2 separate regions of the Gossypium hirsutum genome follow, and region 1 is linked to region 2. A link is a contact called in public Hi-C data. All regions are on one chromosome and are shown on one strand. Each heading gives the region's core, a stretch centred on a gene start, on an enhancer-like site or on the middle of the called end of the contact. The rest is flanking DNA. Distances are from core to core; before and after follow the strand shown.

Region 1 (5,126 bases), core at 2,344-4,843, 320 kb before region 2:
CACAACGAGGGAACCTTTGGAAATATTCAAAACCCCACTTTCAGCTGTGTATCTGTACCCTTTTAAATCAAGAGTACTCAATGAAATTAAATTTCTTTTCAATTCTGGAACATGTCACACGTCACTAAGTGTTCTGATAACTCCGTCAAACATCTTAACTTTAATCATTCCAACACCTGTAATTTTACACGAAGTATTATTTCCCATCAAAATTACACCTTCAAACATTGTTTCATAAATTGTAAACCAATCTCGATTGGAACTCATGTGGAAGGTGCAGCTCGAATCAATGATCCACTCATCGCTCACTTTAGAGTTATTGACAGAAGCGACTAGAAGTTCACCATCGATGTAGTCTTCTACAACATCAGCTTTACCAGAATTTTCTGGTTGTTTTCCCTTTTGATTCGCAGCCTCCCTTTTGATCTTGTTCTGTAGCTTATAACACTCCGATTTAATGTGCCCTTTCTTCTTGCAGAAGTTACAAGTTTTACCTCTGTTTGAAGACTTCGATCTACCTTTAGATTTACCGCGAGGATTCCGTTCCTATGTCCTTCCATGATCATCATCAACATTTCGTTCTTGTCTCCCACGAACAATGAGACTCTCTCCCTTATAATTCGGTTTAACTACAAGATGCTTCATCTTATCATACGAGGTTAAAGAATCGTAAACCGCATCAATTGTGAGAGACTCGTGACTATATAAAATCATGTCTCTATAGGTTGAATAAGACGGGGGAAACGAACAAAGTAGAATCAACCCTAGATCTTAGTTATCATATTGAACCTCCATGGCCTCCAAGTTTGAAAGAATTTCTTTAAACACTGTTAATTGTTTGTGCATAGATGCACCTTCCTCCAAACGATGAGCATAAAAATGTTGCTTCATATGCAACTTGCTGGTTAGAGTTTTCGACATACATATTTGTTCCAGTCTCTTCCATAATGCAGCGGCGGTCTTCTCCTTCATCACATCCTATAAATTTCGTTAGACAAATGCAGATGTAATTGTGTTAACGCCTTTTGATCCTCACGCTTCTTCTCTTCATTCGTTAATGTCTAAGGCATCTTATCTATCCCTAGCAGGGCATCCTCCATCTGCCAGAACTGCTCTTAATCTGCCACACAATCTGTGCGATGCAACAAATTGTCTTCAGCCATCTTGATCGAATGACCAACCAATACCAATTTGTAAAAATAGAACGTTAGTAATGACAATATATCGCAAAGAAAAGAGAGATAAAAATAAAGAACACACAGATTTTTACGTGGAAACCCTTTCGGGAAAAAACCACGGGCAGAGTAAAAGAAAATTCACTATGTCGAATTTAAATGATTACAAGAGGAGTTTCGATTACATCTATTTATAGGTTTAAAAAACCTAATTCTAATCAAAGTCAAATATATTATGCTAATAAATGCTAAATATATTATACTCATAAATACTAAATCTTCTAGAAAGAAGATATATTTTGTTTAACTTGACTTGCAAGAAATCTCTTAGAATTTGGGTCACACAACTCTAACAAAAACAATAAATAAATAAATGATAGATTAAAAAGTGGAAGATGAATCAAATAAACCGATGGATATGATGGATAGATAGATAAGTGTCCAATTGAACCTTTTTAGGTATAAACCCTAACAAATTCAATTAATGGCTCTAATCAACCCCTTAAGAAATAATTCTTGACAAATTGGAGGATGAAGAATGATTCTCACAACTCACTGAAGAAAAATCAAGAAGAAAGCTGCTTCTAAAAATCACAAGAAAGCAATCATGTACAAAAAAAACTTACTCTAAGAGTTGAAAATTTTATTAATGAAAAACAATTGTGTTTTTAATAAACAATGAAGAGGCCTTTATATAGGCTAGCTAATTACATCCAAATAAAACTCTCAAGTATAATGAAACTCTAATTAATCTAAACAATAAGCAATTTAAACTAAGCTTTCTTGTCGACTAAGAAATATAAAACTCCTAAATAACTTAAAATACTTAAAAATATATCCAAAATTCAGAATAAATAAATAATAAAACCCAATAAATATAATATTAGGTTCATATATAATAAAAATTAACCCTAAAAATAAAATCCAATATGATTTAAACTCGAGTTAAAGCCCGAAACTCATAATTTCCCATAATAATCCTATCCAAAAATTCTGTTCGTGCAGTCTTCACTAAAATGGTTATAACTTAATTAAGCTCCCAAACTCAAAATTGAGTGATTCAAAGTGCTTTTCAAAGATAAGAGATAGCTCTTCAAGTGATATGTAGACATCTCAACCCAAAAATGCCTAGATCCCATCCAAAAATTCATTTTCAAGTTGATTAATCTTTTGAGCTTGAAAATTGACAACTTCATTGAATTGACTTTAATAAATTTCACCCCATCCATGCATATATCAGTTTAAAACATATTTCTAGGTTCATTTTTATAATATATTTGATAAATTTTAAATATATTTAAATATTTAAGGTGAATTTGAATCACACCACATATTATTGAAAGTCTTATATTGATATATATATACAACTAACGAGGTTAATTATTTAGCTGTTATAAATGGTTAGGGTATTGACTATTATCATCCTTTACTATTTTGTTAACTTGTAATTATTAAATGTAGTTTCAGTGGACATCGTATTGGGCAAAAGACATTCAAGCGATGCTACCTAAGGCCTTAGTGGATGAGGGGCACACACTGGGTAAGATTTACATAAACGTTATATGTTTCGACATTGTCAAACAACAGTACAGTGATTGGTTGCTACGCCAATTTGGCATGTGGCAATCAGTTTTGAGGGAGTCGAAGGACTTAAACTCTATATTAGATGTCGAGATTCACACATCTATTGTATTAGGGTTAAGTTAGGTTAAATATTTAAGGTTAAAATATACACACATCTAAACTCAAAAGGAATCTTAATTATTTCATAATTATCATGCAAAATCTATAGCGGAGATGGAACTTTTGTGGCACATAAATTGTAATTGAATTCAACACCCCGGAGTGTTGAAGTATGCCAAAAAAAAAAAATCATATTTTGAGAAATAGTTTTCCCCCAAACTTAGAATAATAAATAATACAACTTTTTAAATATTAGTAAAATTAGTGAAAAAAACCTATATCGAAACATATAAAAATATTTTAATAAGGTTAAAATATACTGTTAGTACTTGTATTTTGAAAATTGATATTTATTCTCTATACTTAAAAAGTTTAAAAAATTAAGCCCTTTAAAATTTTTTATTTAAAAATATTAGTCCAACTATTAAATTCATGAGTATTTTTCGTCAAAATTTGTTAATTTCAAATTTTGATTGTGTTGTCCTCCTACAATATTGCAAATGATTAATAGAAAATAAACATATTAAATTGAAAAAATTTGACAAAAACTATCAATGAAGATAATAATTGGACTAGGATTTTTAAATTGAAAAGTAGGAGGATTGAATTTTTAACCTTTACAGGGACCAAATTTCGAATTATATACAAGTACAGGGATTAATAGCACATTTTAACCTTTTTAATAATAAATGAAGTAAAGCTTTTAAAATCGAAAAAATATTGTAAAAAGGGCCGGCCTTTTCACAAGTCTGGGTACAGGTTTTTCACTAACCCAACCCAAGCTTTTAATCTTCGCCTTCGGATCCTACTGCAACCAGAGCTTTCCTTTCAAGAACTCGGCAATTCCCCCCAAATAAAATAAAATCCATTTATAATCAATCAACAGCCATTTTCCAATAGCTCTTTTAATCTCACTCTCATTTAAACACTTAATCAATCAATTAGGAAAGGAAAATTATGGATTCGGACGAGGAGGATTACGTGTTCTTCGGTACACCGATAGAGCGGGAAGAGGAGATCACCAGCCGTCGGAAGAAAGCCGCCGCCGAAGCTTCTGGTAACCTCCGCTCCCTCCCTCCCTGGAAGCAAGAGGTATATACTTCCATCATCCTCTTGTTTTTTTTTTCCTGATTTTCTAAGTGAGATATTTGAACCTTCCTAGAACCCATATGAGGTTGAGTTCTGTTTTTTTTTCTTTTTCGTCCGCCCTTTAGCTGGAAATCGTATCTTTCAGAGGTCGTTTGGTTTCCGTGAAATTTAGGAGAAAAGAAAATAGAAGAAAGCGGGGATGATAGGGATGGAACTTGCTTTTACATTTTTTATATGAACAAGTTTGGTTGTTTGTTTTGTGTTTTTTTGAAAACTGCTACTTGTTATTTGGAGGTTGTATAAATTGGATTCATGTGATGATCAAAGCAAATTGTTTGCTTTTAGGTAGTATTTGAGGATAAATCAGTTCCTTAACAGGAATGGAAGCCTTTGATGGATTTCACATTACTTGCAGTTGATTCTAAACAATATTTCTTGGAATTGCTTTAAAAAAAGAGAACATTGATGGGTTTCTTTTTTGATGGCATCCATAGTTTAATAATTCTTTAACTTATGAATTGCCAATCTAGCTCAATCTCTTGCATGATATAATAATATAGATAAGGTGTATTATGTGATCTTGTAAGTGTTTATTTGTTATACATGATCAAAAGACTTTCTTTCTATCATCTTTGAACTACATTTTTCCAGGTTAGAGATGAAGAAGGACGCAGAAGATTCCATGGTGCATTTACAGGTGGATTTTCTGCTGGTTACTTCAATACGGTGGGCACTAAAGAGGGTATATCTCTATAATTCATATTAACTAGATTACTTCCATTCACTTGTAATGATATCATCTAGCATGCCTTATGGGTTGTGAAACATATTTGCAGGTTGGGCCCCACAATCATTTACATCATCAAGGAAGAGCAGAGCTGAAGTCAAACAGCAGAGCATTTTCAACTTTTTAGATGAAGATGAGAAAGCAGTATGTTCTATTTCATTCTCCCACCTTTTATGATTTTCTTTGACCGCAGATAAGGATGATGCAGTGTCTGTTAGGTTTGACATGCTCTATGCCGAAATCACATTTTTTCATAGTTGTTTATTTCCTTCATATTTTACAACTCAGTTTCCTGCACTTCTAGTATTCTAGTTTAGAGATGTTTTAAAAAAATCTTGATGCCTTCTCTAAATCTGAAATTCCTAATTCTGTCATGTGACTGCTAATAAAGT
Region 2 (5,024 bases), core at 369-2,868:
TCTTTCTTAATGGCTCTAGTCAATAATGCTTCTAAAACCGCGGAATCATCGCACATTGGCGTATCTCAACCAAAGACATTCATCAACTCTGTTGTGGCTACGATGTACTCAAATAATATTTTAAAACGTCCCTTTTTGTTTTGAGTAAGGATTCTTATTTAAGGACGAACCCTATATGGGGTATGACGAGTCTATATTGTCGATAGTAGAGCAGCATGGGTAGAGCATTTTCTGTTTGCACCCGGATGATATTTTAGGCAGAGTAGTTAGGGAGTTCGATGCCCATATGAACTCATTTGATTCTCCTTTCATCTATGTGTGAGGCACTTCTGTACCATTTGATGAGGACCATATAAATGCCCAGTTTGGCCATAGAAAGGTACAAGATGAACATACCGAGTTTGTGGATAACATCACAAATGAGGGTTTGACACAAGTTTTGAAGGATTTATGTGTCGAGGGCACACAATGGATTGTCTCTAGTCAGGAATGCTACACTGTTGAAAAGGCTTCACTGAAATCGATTGGGAAAGTGTGGTATCATTTCTTGAAAAGTCGACTTATGCCATCCACGCACAATACCACTGTTTCCAATGAAAGGATATTGTTGTTGCATTCTATTATTAAAGGAAGAACGATTAATGTGGGAAGGATTATTTTTCAAGAAGTCCATCATTGTGTTAAGAAGGATGCTGGAAGTTTAAATTTTCCTTCCCTCATTACTACATTATGCAAGACTGCTAATGTTCCTCTTACTGATGCTGAGGATATTACCCCTAATAAGGGTGGACTAACAAGGGCAACTTTTGTCAAGCTTCGGGGTATTGATACTGCCTCGACAACTCAACAAAGTCAGGCTTCTACTGCCATGCGCGTTCCCACAGCAACACCTTGGAACAATGGAAATGTACAAGTGTATACAACCGCAACAAGTAATAAAGTGATAATGAATCCTTTTCTCCCAAACATTCTCCTTAGTGAAAAAAATCTTTAAAAAAAAGAGACAAATAATTTAAATTTTATAAAATTACAAAAAAAAACTAAAATATATATAATTTAAAGAGTTGAAAAACTATATAAAATCACAAAAAAACCAAGAAAAAATATAAAACTAAAAAAATTCATAAAAAGGGAAAATATTAATAGTTTAGAAAGTTCCAAATTTGCAATATATATAATTTCAAAAAATTATTAAAATTTCAATAACTATTAAAATTTTATAAAAACACAATAATTTTATAAACATTTAGATATTTTTCAAAAAATTAATTTTTTGAATTATATATGTTTCGAATTTTTTTTTAATCTTTAAATTTTCTAAATTTGTAAATATTTTTTCAATTTTTATGAAAAAATATTTTAATATTTTTTAATATTTTTTGCTGTTGACATGATAGTTGATTAGCTAATGTCTATACCACGTGTAACAAGGTGATCTTATTTTAATGGTGTTACAAAATCAATCCTAAATATATGCGGTGGAAGCCTAATTCGGTAACAATTTGGATTAAAAAATTGTGAAGTACCATTTTGCAAAATTGAAGTAAAATTCAGGTACAAAAATTAGAATTTCCCTTTCATTATTCTTTTACCGGATTAACCGGTTTTAAAAGCTGATTCCAAAGGTGAGCCGATGGTAAGCTCTCTGTAGAACCGTTTTGTCGAATTTTCCCAAGAGAAACAATCCCTAGTTCTCTAATAACCCTTGATTTTGAACATGTTTAAAAATACCTTTCAATCTGGGTTTCTCTCAATCTTATACAGCCTAGGGTATTTTTTTATATTCTTTCAGTTTCTTTTTACGATATACTCAATTTTCTCTTTTTGGGTATTTTTATTTGTTCTTTTCATTACATTTTTTTGGCTTTTTTACAGGAGCAAACCTCTGCAAATCTGGGATAAAGAAGGTAAGTATAATCATATATAAACGGAGCCTCTTTTTTTTTTGTCACCATTAAATTGCATGTTTTTTTTTAGATGATTTTGTTTGGTAATTTTACATATTCAACTTGTTGGGATTGATTTACAGTTGAAAATGGGCATGTTAAACGACCCCATGATGATGACATTCAATCGAATGTGCTGGAAATAATTGGATCAAATATTCAATCAACTTTTATCACTTGCCCAGCTGACCCTGCTGCAACGCTGGGTATTAAGCTTCCGTTCTTGGTTATGATTGTTAAAAACTTGAAGAAATATTTCTCTTTTGAGATCCAAGTTCTCGATGATAAGAACGTCCGGCGTCGTTTTCGTGCTTCTAACTTTCAAGTATGTAAGTCTGTTAATTTTTCTAATACTACAAATATTTTTAGATTATATAATTTTGATTGTATTTAGATAGTTGAATTAGAAAAGATGCTATATGTTGCAACACTATTAGTTGATGTGGTCATACTTTAGTGGTTTAAATCCATGAATTTTAAGACTCACCCATGGTTTAGTAGGTTGCATTATTGAGATTTATCTAGTGATAGTTATATGCCACGATTTAGATTGCGGTTTATTGAGTCTAATTTGATGGGGAAGTATAGATTATGTTGTCATTCTATTGATATTTTCCTGGTTTTATCGATTATAAGATATCAATATATGTTCTCTTATTGTTAGCTATGCATTAGGAAATCGATAAAGGTGGTCAATAGAGAGTTGGGTCCGAAGTGCTCTCTTTCTGTTGATATGCCTATGGATTGGAGAATTTTCATGTTTAGGTCGTCACCACTGTTGTCATACTTTGTATGAATTATATGAAATTGAAATGTGGCCACTTTCCATCAATATGAATTTGGTCAGGAAATATATGGTAACGAACAAAGAGTCTGGTTGGAAGCCATCATAATGTGCCCTCTTTCTATCATTTGGACAGGTATAGAAGTTGTCGAGGTGAAAAAAGAGTCATGTTAATATACTGTCGATGTGTTGTGTGCCCTTTTACTAGTTTTCGAGTTGGAAATTACATACCTTTTTGTTCATCTTGGGGGAATCTCCGATGGTAGTGAAGGATGGATGGGTCATGGATGGACACTATTGCACTTACCAAAACAAGGCTGTTTTTTTTTTTTTTCTTCCGTAGAGTGTAGATTCCCAGATAACTAAATAGATATTTGGTTGATGATGCCAGACAACAAAAGCACCTTAAGCCATTTCTGGTGAGGCAGATTTGATTAGGCACACACTTTGTACACCTAGGCAGCTTTAAGGAAGAAAGTAGATTGTATCGAACTCTCTGCTTCTTAATAATTGAGTATTCAACAATAGACATGGGATTGTAAGGAAATTAGGCATATTTACCTACAAAAAATTGCATTTTGGGGGGAGGGGGGGTTCGACTTCTTCCGAAGAAGTCTTCGAAGTGTCGTCTATCAGACAGTCAACTGGTCCCCCAACAATTGAAGGTATTGTCCCTTGGGGTTTTTGTCTGCCGTACTCTGCTGAGAGCCAGCATGTCGTGAGAAGCTGCCCTAAGGGCTTGGTTCACAGAGCCAGTAGCGCCTTTACCATATGTGGGCGTATAGTCACCCACCAAGGGGGCGTTAGCATCTCACCCTTGGTGGGGTTTGAACCCCTGAGTAGATGGTACCACTTGAGCTACTTTGTTGATAAAATGGACTATTGTCTAGAGTTTGCTGTTATAATTATATATTTTGAAGCTTATATTATACATATATATACATACAAAAACAAAAATATGCCTGAAACCTGACATGCACACCCAATCCTTAGTTACGTGGTTTCTATGGATATGCACTAAAATACAAGTATTATAGACTGTTATTGCTAATTACCTGGTGTCTCAAATTTTATTTGAATTTCCAGGCTGTCACTCGAGTAAAGCCATATATATGCACCATGCCACTGAGATTGGATGAGGGTTGGAATCAAATTCAGTTGAATCTGGCTGATTATACTCGAAGGGCCTATGGCACGAACTATGTCGAGACTCTACGTGTTCAGGTACATGCAAATTGCCGCCTAAGGAGGATATATTTCTCTGATCGCTTGTACTCCGAAGAGGAACTCCCACCAGAATTCAAACTATACCTTCCAATGCAGGTAAGAATAACATGTCATTTTGTCGACTTCAAAGTTTAGGCTCATTTGCTTGTTATCGGAAACTTTAGTACTAATGACTATTCCTTTCTTGTATTTGCAGAAAGCATGAAAACATCATTTGGAACATCTGAAGCCATAATTTCCAACTTGTCTGTGCTTCATGGTCTCAAAATGTGTTGCCATTCAGCAGTTTAATCATGTATGTACGGTTGCTATAATAGTATTAGATTAGCCATTAGCTGATTTTACATTGAAGAACTGCTTGGCTTTGCACTTCATAATGGTGGTGAGATCTTTACTTTTAATTACCTGAGCCAGAGGGTCTAGTCACAGCTTGGAATTTTTTGAAGTCTTTCGGTTGACCTGGAAAGCCACTTTTTTGAAAAAGTAATGCAAATTTTTAAAAAGTATTTTATCTTAATATATTTTTATAATTAAATTTAAATTAAAATAGTAATTCAGGCTGACAAAACCAAATTGAATGAACACTAAGCGTTTCAACTCTTTTTTCAATCATGAAATGTACAGATGATCTTTCGGACAAACAACGAACTTAAACAAAGAGCCAACAAAAGCAACCAAAAGAAAGGACCCACCGTTACATCAGGCGAAACAACCAAAGTATAATTAGGTAAAGACCTCCTAAACATGGTTTCTATGACCAAACGATATTGACCCATTGGTAGCATTCTAATAAATCCTGCATCCTTCTGATCCAAAGGTCAAGCGGTTTAACAAAATGGGTCCGGATTTTGTATTGCAGCTTAATTTTGGTTGATGTTATTGTCCAAGCCCTTTTATCCAAATCAAATTGAATGATACAAAAATCTATTTGAAAGGAATAATCCCAATAAAATAATAGATTAATCATTTTAATCTACTAATTCATTTAACTCTATTAGTTTCTAATGTAACCTGCGTTGTAAGTTATTTTAGATGTTTAATATTTAATTAGTTTTTAAAATGTTAAT

Evidence for each region. Hi-C and Micro-C count contacts between places; a contact is called where the count stands out from the background.
Region 1: a Hi-C map of leaf shows a contact between it and region 2, with 1.8 times the contacts expected there. The contact joins the promoter of LOC107949739 here to the promoter of LOC107949747 in region 2. A contact is called at or near these places in 4 of 34 Hi-C or Micro-C datasets (callus and leaf).

The regions. Positions count from the first base shown.
Region 1 is chrD03:40,757,745-40,762,870 of Gossypium_hirsutum_v2.1, reverse strand. It overlaps LOC107949739 (G patch domain-containing protein TGH), which reads left to right and starts at 3,593. Exons shown (of 16, transcript XM_016884494.2): 1 at 3,593-3,950; 2 at 4,599-4,689; 3 at 4,784-4,878. The coding sequence starts at 3,816.
Region 2 is chrD03:40,436,999-40,442,022 of Gossypium_hirsutum_v2.1, reverse strand. LOC107949747 (cilia- and flagella-associated protein 20) reads left to right here and starts at 1,618. Exons shown (of 6, transcript XR_005911358.1): 1 at 1,618-1,770; 2 at 1,876-1,907; 3 at 2,030-2,271; 4 at 3,817-4,053; 5 at 4,154-4,252; 6 at 4,582-4,933.